Linked DNA regions of Sus scrofa: regions 1 and 2 are each linked to region 3. Evidence: chromatin contacts called from public Hi-C and HiChIP or PLAC-seq data. All regions are on one chromosome and are shown on one strand. The core of a region is the stretch at or near the end of the contact, and the rest is flanking DNA. Distances in the headings are between cores, read along the strand shown. Region 1 overlaps TET3 (methylcytosine dioxygenase TET3). Region 2 holds the start of LOC102163719. Region 3 holds the start of STAMBP (STAM-binding protein).

What was found. Hi-C and Micro-C count contacts between places; a contact is called where the count stands out from the background. HiChIP or PLAC-seq counts read pairs in DNA pulled down with a chosen protein or histone mark.
Region 1: a Hi-C map of liver shows a contact between it and region 3, with 4 times the contacts expected there. The contact joins the enhancer-like site here to the promoter of STAMBP in region 3. A contact is called at or near these places in 1 of 5 promoter capture datasets (liver), 5 of 47 Hi-C or Micro-C datasets (embryonic fibroblasts, fetal liver, fetal skeletal muscle and 2 more) and 2 of 2 datasets of contacts at active chromatin or transcription factors (alveolar macrophages and skeletal muscle).
Region 2: an H3K27ac HiChIP or PLAC-seq map of alveolar macrophages shows a contact between it and region 3. The contact joins the promoter of LOC102163719 here to the promoter of STAMBP in region 3. A contact is called at or near these places in 1 of 5 promoter capture datasets (liver), 2 of 47 Hi-C or Micro-C datasets (embryonic fibroblasts and liver) and 2 of 2 datasets of contacts at active chromatin or transcription factors (alveolar macrophages and skeletal muscle).

The regions. Positions count from the first base shown.
Region 1 is chr3:68,947,179-68,950,813 of Sscrofa11.1, reverse strand. It overlaps TET3 (methylcytosine dioxygenase TET3), which reads left to right. Exons shown (of 12, transcript XM_021087365.1): 4 at 1,623-1,713. Among named protein-coding and RNA genes, the nearest start is that of BOLA3, 66 kb to the right of the region's middle. Within about 2 kb of position 1,688, at least 9 of the 83 cell types and tissues checked have an H3K27ac peak or open chromatin away from gene starts, as enhancers often do. A contact at or near this core is called in alveolar macrophages, fetal liver and liver, where this site is marked.
Region 2 is chr3:69,018,433-69,022,419 of Sscrofa11.1, reverse strand. LOC102163719 reads right to left here and starts at 2,355. Exons shown (of 3, transcript XM_005662458.2): 1 at 2,279-2,355; 2 at 1,765-2,080; 3 at 1-1,673. The coding sequence starts at 2,355. The coding sequence ends at 957. TET3 (methylcytosine dioxygenase TET3) reads left to right here and starts at 2,014. Exons shown (of 12, transcript XM_021087365.1): 1 at 2,014-3,210. The coding sequence starts at 2,908.
Region 3 is chr3:69,185,890-69,189,728 of Sscrofa11.1, reverse strand. STAMBP (STAM-binding protein) reads left to right here and starts at 1,473. Exons shown (of 10, transcript XM_003125008.4): 1 at 1,473-1,584; 2 at 3,448-3,665. The coding sequence starts at 3,463.

The DNA of each region.
Region 1 (3,635 bases), core at 439-2,938, 240 kb after region 3:
TTTTACATTTATACAAGAGTTGCAGAGTTGGTACAGAGGGTTCCTTTATACCCTGTACCCAGCATCCTCTAATACAAACAACTTCCATAATTATAGTACATTGAAATCGAAGACATTAATGTTCGTACGGTGCTATTAACTATAGACTGTTTGGATTTCATCAGTTTCCCACTAATGTCCTTTTTCTTTTGTGGTCCCTAGACATGAAACAAATTTATGAACTGTTGTGTTCAGTGTTTGTGGAAAGTTCTTTTGGTTGATGGCCTTAGAGTGTCCAGTCAAAATACTGTTTTCCAGAGTTGCTATTGCATTATCTTTTGAGTCTTGTTTCTTTCACTTAGAAAAATGCATTTAAAATTCATCCACGTTGCTGTGTGAGTCAATCGTTTGTTCCTTTTCTTAAATTGCGATGAACTTCACAGAACATCAAATTAATCATTTTAAAGTGAACACTTCCGTGGCATTTAGTCCATTCGCAATGTTGTGAAATAGTCACCTCTGTCTAGGTCCGGAACACTTCGATCACTCCACAGTAAAGCCCTGTGTCCACTGAGTAGTAACTCTCCATTCCGCCCTCCTCGCAGCCTCTGACAACCATCATTCTGCCTTCTGTTTCTATGGATTGATCTTGTCTGGATAGTTCATATGAATGGAATCATGTGGTATGTGGTATTTCCTGCCTGCCTTTTTCATGTAGAGTAATGTGTTGAAGGTTCATTCACATTGTAGCCTGTATCAGTACTTTGTTCCTGTTCTTTACAATGGGGTAAAATATACATAATATAAATTTGCCATTTTAACCATTATTAAGTGTACAGTTTAGTGGCGTTAATTACACTCACACGATTGTGCAACCAGCACCACTATCTATTTCTAAAACTGTTTCCACACTCTAAACAGAAACTCTGTACCCATTGAGCAATAACTCCCTCATTCCCCACTACTCCCAGCTCTTGGTAACCTCTGACCTCTGTGAATTTTATCTCTATGAATTTGCCTATTCTAGAGGCTTCGTGTAAGTGGACCCCTGCAATATTTGCCCTCTTGTGTCTGGCTCATTTCACTTAGCCTAAGGTTTTCTAGGTTTATCCATGTGATAACATGTATCAGAATAAATCCTCTTTATGGTCCACTAATTTTCCCTTGTACGAATATACCCCATTTTGTTCCTCTGCTGATGGACACCTTGTTGTTTTTGCCTTGGGGCTCTTGTGACTAACACTGCAGTGAACAGTGTGTGCAGGTGCTGTTTGAATCCTTGTTTCAGTTTGTTTGGATATGTACGTAGGAGGGGAGGGGCTTGCCGACCTCTGCTCTAGAATATGTATAATGATAAACTAAATTCCAAAGTGGTTAGACCAGAGTCTCGACAACACATTGTTTTAACTAACCAGATTTTAAAGATTTGGCCAGTTTGGTCTGTGTGTAATAGTGTTTCATTGTAATTTTAATTTGTATTTTCTGATTTCTTAATCGGGTTGAACACATTTGCACATGTTTATAAACCCTTTGAATTTCCTGTTTTGTAACGTGCCATCAATTTTCCTGTTGGTGATGTGCCTTTCTAAATTAATGGTGAGGAATGGATGTCCCCAAATAATGTTTACTCTGTGTTTCCGCAGAACAAATAGTGGAGAAAGATGAAGGTCCGTATTACACTCATCTGGGATCTGGCCCCACGGTAGCCTCCATCCGGGAACTCATGGAGGAGCGGTGAGTAATGTACGGGGGTCTGAGGAGAAGTGGGCAAGCAGTTAATAGGGCGTGGATTTTAAGCACCTCTCTGTCACTTTCATGGCCTTGTACCAGACGAGACAACCTATGGAAAGGAAGCCCCGATACACAGACGGTGAGCAGCTGAACGCGAGGTTTTGACCGCAGTGCTCTGGGTTTCTTTCTGTCTGTAGGTCTGCCCTTCACATATCCTCATTTCCCCCTTTCCTCGCTCTCTTTCTTGAAACATTTTTGACTAAAGAGACTAAGCAGTTGTCTGTCCTACAGAGTTTCCCAGGGTCTAAAATTTACTACTACCTTTCTTGTGATGCCGTTTAACAGGTTCTTCTGCCCTGTGTCCTATAAATTAGTAGTTCGGTCTCAAGGCTTGATCTTTCAAAACTACTTCCTACGCGGTGCATTGTACCTCTGCTTGGAGGCATGTATGTCTTGTCTCTGGGCGGTGGGCCCCTGTTCAGGTTGTCTCCTGAGTCCTTTTGACGTGATCCTAGGAGTTCTTGATTTCTTGACTTTTTATTGGGAAAAAGGTATTTAGAAAACAGAGTCTGTGTGCTGGGGATGCTTAGTTTTCTAGGCCATTTCGGTAGAAAGAGCCAAGACATATATGTAGGGTTTTGTTTTTTTTTTTTTATTTTTGTTGTTGTTTAGTGATTAAATACCTCCTGAGTTTATATACACTTCTAGTCCAAACTCAAGACTATAGGGCTTTTACTTAACAGCTGTTTGTATAGATAGAGACTTTAAAATCTGTTAATGTCCACAGGGGGTATTAAATTCTATGAGTTCCAGTGTGTAGAGCGGTAAAATAGCTTGGTGATTGAGAGCATATGGATCCTGGAGCTAGTCCCAGGGCTGGTCCTGGCCCTTCCACTTACTACTGAGTCCTTTGTTAAGGCTTTACTTCTCTGTGACTCAGTTTTCCTGTCTGCAAAATGGAGAATGATAAAGGCACATCCATTGGAGGAGAGTTATAAAGATAAACTGCATCGATATGTGGAAAGCACTTAGTGAGCAGATTTTGTCTAACCAGGGTAGCTAAACTAATACTATCACTAATAGAGCAGGGAACATGGTTTTGGACTGAATGCCTGTAATGACATTCCTCGAATGAATAAAAGGTAAGATGAATAGAGGACAGTGATCTACTGTAAACACTCGTAATTATCCTGTACCATGTGGAAAATTTATGTTCAAAATAGCCCATCAGAAAAGCATTTGATGGAGTTCCCGTTGTGGCTCAGCAGGTTAACAACCTGACATAGTTGTGCATAGGGATGTGGTTTTGATCCCTGGCCTCACTGCTCAGTGAGTTAAGGATCTGGTGTTTCCAGCTGTGGCATAGGTCGCAGATGCAACTCAGATCCTGTGTCGTTGTGACTGTGGCGTAGACCTCAGCTGCAGCTCCAGTTCTACCCCTAGCCCTGGAACGTCCATGTGCCACAGGTGTGGCCCTAAAAAGAGGGGAAAAAAGAAAGAAAAAGAAAAACATTTGATCAGAGACCCGATCTGTAAATCTAAGCCTGATTGACAGGGCACCTCTGAGTCCATGAGAATCATCAAGACGCTTACAAATAGCAAATGTTGGCAGAGATGTGGAGAAAAGGGGAACCCTGGTCTAGTCCGCTGTTGGTAAGAATGAAACAGATGAAACAGTTAAAACAGTGTGTGTATTGTACATGCACTCCTGTGTGTGCCCGTGTGCAGACGTGTTGCACTTTTCGAAGCTGGAGTGGCCATCGTTTTGGCCACCAGTTTTGTGAGGAATCCTGACACTACTGTTGATGGGTTAAGGGCTGCAGCAAGTCACATAGACAAGTTTGATCTGGGACAGTTATGTGTGTTTGCGTCTTGGTAACAGTTTTACAAGATTTCTAGACAGCTCCGTAAATAACTTTTAGTTA
Region 2 (3,987 bases), core at 1,106-3,605, 170 kb after region 3:
TCAAAAACAGGCCTGTGAGGAGGGAGGGAAGTCCCAGACAGAACCGGGGCTTCTCCTCCCGCCTAGGGCTTTCTGGACAACTCTACTTGAGATCAATTACTTTTTTTTTTTTTTTCTCCCCTTCTAAATAACCGGCCGAATGCTCTTTTTCCAGTTCTGGCTGAGTTGTTAGCTTCAGCCGGGTGGCGAAGCCTGCCAGGTACCTGGCTCCGTGAACACCGCCCAAACTGGTCAGGCCAGTCTGCCCTGTGGTTGCTTCTGCCAGGACTTGCCCGTGTGTATGTTTGTGTGTGTGTGTGTGCGTGTGTGTGTAAGAGACCCACCCTTCTCCCCAGCAACCCAGGTAGGTGGAAGGCAGCTTCGGGGACCAGCCTGGCAGTCAGGCCAGATGGGTGGAGCTGAATTAATCTAACCTGGAATTTCAACTTGGCCTGCACAACAGGTGAGGGAAAAAAGCAGCAGAGAGAACGGGCAGTTTGGCAACTTGGAAATATTCTTAGGTCTTGCCCCTTGCCTCCTGCCTGGAAAAGAGCCCAGGGTGACTTTTCAAAGTGTCTGTGCCGGGTTACAGGGCTCGGTTGCGCCACGGCCCACTCGTAGCATGTCCGAGCCCCTCCTGTACGCGTCCTCCTCAGTTACCCTCCGCGACGCGCCTGTTCCCCCTCCTCTGGGAGGCAGGGCGGGGGTATCGGATTAGTCTTTGTTTTCGACGCGAAAGAGCCGAGCGCGGCGCGGGGGAGGCTCGCGATGGCAGGGCCCCTGGGTCCGCCTGGGTAGGGCGCTCGGCCGTGACCCCCCGCAAGGGTGCCTCCCGGCTGGCCCGCGGCCTCTGCTCGCGGGTATCCCCTCCTTGCCCGCCAGGCTGACTCGGTACGCAGACGCACGATGTCCCTCATTGTCCTGCCTCGGAATGGGCGAGCGGCGGCCAGGAGAGGAGAGTCAGTCGGGGCCGGAGCTCAGGGCTCCTGGGGGCAACGGGGCCGTCCCACACTGCTCGGTCCGCAGGGAGTGGCAGGAAGTGGGGACACCGAGGCCCGCTCCGCCGAGGGCCTAGGCTGGGAGGTCCGTGTGCCCCACCCCGCGCTGCCCGCCGCGCCCGCCAGGGCTGCAGAAGCGGTGGAGGGCGGGGGCGGCCAGCCCGAGGAGGGCGGCCGGGTCCCGGGAGACTGACCGCGGAGGAGGGGAGGTACTGCAGGTGCAAAGGCGCGGCGATCGGGCCGGGCCCTGCCCCCACCCGCTCGAGGGCCGCCCGCGCCGTCCCCTCCCCCTCCGCGGAACTCCCCCCTCGCGTAGCCCCGAACCCGGCGGAGGGGGCGGCGGCGGGGCCGGCGGGGCTCGGCGGGGCCGCACGTGCGCGCCCTCCCGGGCGGGGGAGTCCCCGGGCGAGCACGTGCCGCGGCGCGCGGGGGGCGGGGAGTCCCGCGGACGCCTTCATTGCTGCTGCTGCTGCCGCCGCGGCCGCCGCTGCCTCTTCCTTCCTCCTGCGCCGTCCCCTCCTCGGCCCGGGCGGGGGGCTCCGTGCGCCGAGCTCGGCCGGGCCAGGCGCTCCAGGAGGCGGGCGCCCCAGGCGGCGGCGGCGGCCGCGACGGTGGTGGCGGCGGTGCGGGCCGGGAAACTTTGCCCCTTTGTGCGCTCCGCCCCGGAGGCGGCGGGCAGGTCGGTGCAGTCGGTGCCTTTCCGGCTCCGGGGTGGGGGAGGGGAGGCGTAGGGGGCCCGGCCCCGGGGGGAGGGGATGGCCCGGGGGCCGCCCGGGGGGGCCGCTACTTTGTTGCGGGGGACGGGGCGGGGGTGCTGCGGGTCACAGTGTAGCCTAGCCGGGCGGAGGCGGCGGGGCGGGGCGGGGGCTGCGGAGCCGCCGGAGCTGAGCGGCGGAGGCCCCAGAACAAAGGAGCCCGAGCGGCGGCGCGCGCGCGGCCGGGCCCAAGCCGGAGCGCGCCCCCCTCCCCGCGCCCCCTCGGCGGAGCGGGCCGCCCTCCCCGTCCGGCCGGCGGGCAGAGGGGCGCGGCGGGGCGGCCGGCGCGGGCTACCCCGGGCGCGCCCCCCTCCAGGCCGCTTGCGTGTCGGGGGCTCCCGGGCAGCTCTTCCGAGTGAAGCTCTCCGCAAACTTTATTTTGAAAGCTGGGCTCCCTTCGGGAGGCCCCAGCGACCTCCAGTGAGGGGTGTGTGGGAATTTTGGCGAAACTCTGCCCAACCCGTGGGGGTGGGGCAGAGGACAACTTCCTTAGAAAGCTCACCTTGACCACCCCCTTAAATTCGCCGGCCAGGTTTCCCCTCGCACCCCGTCAGGCCCCAGGCCTCCTCCTTCAGGCGGCGGGTGCTAGTGCGCCCTGCCAGAGGTTCTGGGCAGAACTTCATGAGGGCAAGCAAGCCTCTACTCTTCCTCTATCTTCTCTTTCCCAGAAGCAGGAAGAGGTAACATGTGAAAGTTGTCCCCGGGCCCGAGCCCTGAGTGATGCGCTTCCCCTTTCTGTCTCTCTTTCAGGCAGCGCTGCCTTCTCCATCATCCTGACCCGGGAGAAAGATATACTGGAGGAGAAGCTCCTCACCCTGCCCTGCCCCCATCACACAGCCACCTGCTCACCTCATGCCTGGGTCTAGGGTGGGTGAGGGTGAAGAACCCACCCAGCCAAGATGATCCCTTCTTTGGGGACTGCCGCTGGTATCCTCCCCCAGATCCCGGGCCCCAGCAGGTGGGAGAGCGGCCCCCAACTGAGTCCTATCACATTGCTGCAGAGGAGGTGAAGAAGGGTTGAGAAGAGGCGCCCATTCCGCAGCCTGGAGCTACTTGCCTTCACCCTGTAGTCTCGCGACTGCTTTAGGAGAGAAGGACCTGTTGGCCACCTTTGCAGCCTGGAAGCTGGACTGCGGCTCTGCCCCCGCACCTATGCCCCCACCTCTGGCAGCATCATGAGTCAGTTTCAGGTGCCCCTGGCGGTCCAGCCGGACCTGCCAGGCCTTTATGACTTCCCTCAGGGCCAGGTGATGGTAGGGGGCTTCCAGGGGCCTGGGCTCCCAATGGCCGGGAGTGAATCCCAACTCCGAGGGGGTGGAGATGGGCGGAAGAAACGGAAACGGTGTGGTACTTGTGAGCCCTGCCGGCGGCTGGAAAATTGTGGGGCTTGCACCAGCTGTACCAACCGCCGCACACACCAGATCTGCAAACTGCGCAAGTGTGAGGTGCTGAAGAAAAAAGTGGGGCTTCTCAAGGAGGTAAGCTGGCTCTTGCTCGGCTGCCCTGTCCATTCCGTGAGGGTGCTGTATTCAGAGGAGTCTTGCTAAAGACAGATAAGCCCATTCTCCCCATTCTGATCCTCTTGGTCCGTGAATAGCTGTGGGGCTGTGAGTAGGAGTGTAGCTGTTCTTGGAAGCTGGGTCTGGGCCTCTGTGCTGGAGGGGGCCGACAGTTTGTAGGAGAGTAACTGGGTTTTGCAGAAAGCTAGCACTCTCATCTCTCGTGTTAGCATTTGATGTAGCTTCTAGCTTTATCTCTAGAAGTTTCTTGTGCCTGAAGTCTCAGGTGTATTTCGAGGTCGCATCAGTGCCTGAGTGATGTGGAGACTGATGGATGTGGAAAGAAAATTTGGAGCGATGGGGTGGTTTTATGCTGCCCTGATGGAGTGGGATGTTTATTTCCTCAGATCTTTTTGGGGTACCTTCATTTTGGGGATGGTAACCAGAAATGTTTGGGAGTTTAATGAGAAACCCATGATTTGGGTTCCCCTACTAAAGAGTACTCGTTGAGGTCAGGAACCATTTATCTATGTAATCTCAGGACCTGGCTCAGTTCCTTGGTGTGTAGCACGAATTGAATGAATGAATGATGTGCTTTTGAGTCCTTATCAGCCCCAGGAAGGAGTACTTCATTTGGAGCAAGGAGATAGAGGGAGGGAAGTTGAATGAGTGAGAGCAGAACGTGAAGTGGAGAGGCACTGGCCATCTTTCCTTTCCATTCTGGTGGTGGGCTGCCGGCATGAGGTTGGTGGCAGC
Region 3 (3,839 bases), core at 224-2,723:
CAGGTTCGATCCCTGGCCTTGCTCAGTGGGTTAAGGATCTGGCGTTGCTGTGAGCTGTGGTGTGGGTCGCAGACGCGGCTCGGATCCCGCGTTGCTGTGGTTCTGGCGTAGGCCGGTGGCTACAGCTCCGATTAGACCCCCTAGCCTGGGAACCTCCATATGCCGCGGGAGCGGCCCTAGAAAAGGCAAAAAGACAAAAAAAAAAAAAAAAAAAAAAAAAGTTTACACAATGAAATTTACTTTTTTGATAAGATTTTAATTTTTTCTATTATAGTTGATTTACAATGTTCAATCAATTTCTACTGTACAGCAAAGTGACCCAGCTATACACACACGTATATACACCATCTTTTTCTCACGTTATCCTTCATCGTATTCCATCACAAGTGATTAGATATAGTTCCCTGTGCTATACAGCAGGATCTCATTGCTTATCCACTCCAAATGCAATAGTTTGCATCTACTAACCCCAAATTTCCAGTCCATCCCACTCCCTCCCCCCAAAATGAAATTTACTTTTAAAAACTTATCTTTCGCTGCCTATGGAATGTGGAAGTTCATGGGCCAGGGATCGAATCAAGCTTCTGGAGAGATAGTGATGGATCCTTAACCCAGGGCGCCAAAAGAGAAGTCTGAAATTTACTTTTAGATTCTACTAGTGGAAACCGCTAGAATGACTGCTCATCTACCGAATTACTCTTCCTCTGAAAACCTTGCCAACAGCCAAGATGGACCTTAACAGCCAAGGAGTCCACTGCGGCCTCTCTGGCCACAAAGGTTTCTCTGGACACTAAGTTTCTGAATGTGGCAATGAACAAAACTAAGGTGAAATCGAGCTGAGAATTGAGTAATTTCTAAAAATAAGTGAAGGAAAATTCACAGAGAGCAAATTTCCACACAGAGAAGACCCGAGGATATGTATTTAGCTATAAAAATAAAAGTAAAAACACAGCTCATCTCCTGATTTTCCAATGACATTCATTCAGACACACCTAGTAGAAGATATAGGGCATGGACAGGCTGATAGTGATAGGGGTCAACTTGCAATCAGTTTTAATAGAGTTTGTACAGTTTTCTCCAAAGAACTGGGACAAGGTAGCTTTCAGAATTGACATAAGCATTTAACACACCTCACAAATATGAAGGACGTGAAGGCATGGGGTAAACCTGAGTGACCAGACTCTAATTCCAAAAAATGTATGCTTTATGTAATAGATTTTATTTGATTCCATACTTTCTAAGCTTGTTTAAGATATGTTGCATTACAACTCGTGTAGCTTTTCACTCGGAGGGAATGCATCGGTCCATTTACGGTGTTCGTATTAATCTAAAAACAAAAGTTAGCTGGGTCCTTTATTTGTTTCCCACTCCTTCCGCGCTGATTTTCCTTTACCAAAATGGCCTCCCCCCAGCTCTCTTCTCATTGGTGGGTTTTTTTCCGCAGGTGACAGCTCTAACCCCGCCCCCAGACACTGCCCCGGGTCCTAAGTTCTTGGGAGTTTAACTGATAGCCCAGTTGGAGGGGGCGGGGCGGGGGCCGGATGTGACGTTTACGGAAGCTCCGAGAGTCATTCGCGGGGACAGGTGGGGAAGGGTCCCGGGAATGTGGTGGGGCTTGGGTGCTGAGCGTGGTCTGACAGTGACGCGGAGTGGCGGCCGTGAGTGTGGGACCTGCAGCCCACTCCTCCCCGCACCGCCTGCCCAGCCCTCTGCGCGCGAGTTCCCTGACGGCTCCGGTGCCCAGTCGGGCCCAGCGCGCCCCCGCCTACCTCATGGGCCCTTATGCTGTTGTCAAGAGGTCCCTCTCCGCTGTATACGCCCCCATCGCTCTTCCCGCTGCTTCCTTTTTCCTTCTCATGTTTACCCCTTGGTCCTTTACGGCACCACCTCTCTGGAGTATTGCTCAGCTCTGTAGTACTGGGCACCACCTGCTGGTCTCGGGAGTGGATTCCATTCGCGACAAAAATATCCTCTACAGAGAGACAGGGAAGAGCAACGAGCTTCCTCTGTTTCAGATAGCTTTGATGGGCTTTGCCCTGAATTTACTAATTAGACAACTGGGGGAGGTTTTAGATTTGCTAGTGGCTTTCTGAGCCCTTAAAAAGGCTCCTTACAGGAGACAGAATGCCTCTACATCCCTGGTAGTCCCCACAGCTTTTGTACTATGGGGGTGTATGAGAAGCAGCAGCTTGGTGGAGAAAGTGTCACTTAGAGATAGAATTGGCCTGGAGAAAACTATCTCTTAGGGAGGGGTTGGAGTGGAAAACAACAACAGTGTATAGACAAATGAAACTGAAATGTAAAGGTTTCTAGGCAGATATGAATCATGACTGAAGCAAAAGATCTCTGTGGGGAATGAGTAAGGTTTAAGATTCAAAGGAAAAAATGGGCCATTTGACACAGGGTCTTGAATTTCAAAACCTGTGGTAGCTTGTGTATATTCTAGAACATGCTGGTTAGGGTGTGCTGTAATTCAGTATGTAAGGTTGGAAGTTAGAATCTGATTCTAGCAGTAGCAATATCCAGAAAGATTCTAGAGGGGTTCCTTGGTGGCTCAGTGGCTTAAGGATCTGGTGTTGTCACTGTTGTGGCTTGGGTCACTGCTGTGGCACAGGTTCGTTTCCTGGCCTAGGAACTTTTGCATGCCCTGGGCCTGGCCAAAAAAAGAGAGAGAAAGATTGTAGATTACTGCAGTATGAGTCCCAGGTGGTGTTTTGTTGTGTTGTGTTTTTTTTTTTTTCTTTCAAGTTACCTTTGTGTCCTTTTGTTATTCGAAGAGCGCTTAGTCTTTGAAGATAGATTCCAATAAATTGCGTTCTAGATCAAAAATCCTTGCCCTGAAATGATGTGATGTAGATTGACTGGAAGAGTGATTCCGTGAGCAGAGTTAGGATTATAAGCATTCATTCCTATGCCATTTCCCCTAACTAACCTTCTGCTCAAGTATGAAAAAGTATAGGGAAACGTCAGTTACTCTCAGGTTAAAATGATCAACTTGAAGTCAGTTTAGGATCATGAAAATTCATTGAGTGTTCTCTGCCAGGTCAAGGGTGGATAGAAATGGGGAGCTGAGAAGAGAAATAATGGGAAAAAATGTAAGCTATTGTTCTTTTTATGGTGCTGAGGGCAAGGCCACCTAACCACAGGGAACACTTAGCAGGAAGGGCAGAATTGAACCCCTTGTAGCTCATTATGTTGTACTCTTTGTACCACCTAATTATGGTGCAGGGATTAGGAGTTTTTGAGGCTGCCAATCTTTTCATCATTGTGACATGGGCTTCCCTGAGGGTCTTGGGGAAAGAGACCTTACTTGATATAAGCCATAATGTATTCTTTTTCTTTTAATTTCCTCATAAGGTAGAGATTTGTGGGATGAGCGCACTGTGCTAGGCTATGCTGGGATGTTGAGGACTTTGGTGTTGATGCCATCTGTTTTCTCTGTTTCAGAGCTTCTTGGTCCCGATGTCTGACCATGGAGATGTGAGCCTCCCACCTGAAGACCGGGTGAGGGCTCTCTCCCAGATAGGTAGCGCAGTAGAGGTAAATGAAGACATTCCACCCCGTCGGTACTTCCGCTCTGGAATGGAGATTATCCGGATGGCATCTATTTACTCTGAGGAAGGCAACATTGAACATGCCTTCATCCTCTATAACAAGTACATCACGTAAGACACCTCCAGTTTCCTTTTTCTTTTCTGGTGACTGATGCCTCACTCATTCTGCTCTTGTGCTCATTTATTTCTGCTCAGAATTGCTAAAAGTAGAAAACGTTACAGCGTCATTATCATTAATCATTTTTGCTGGCAGCTCCTACGTATTGGCTGTCCTTGACGTTCAAA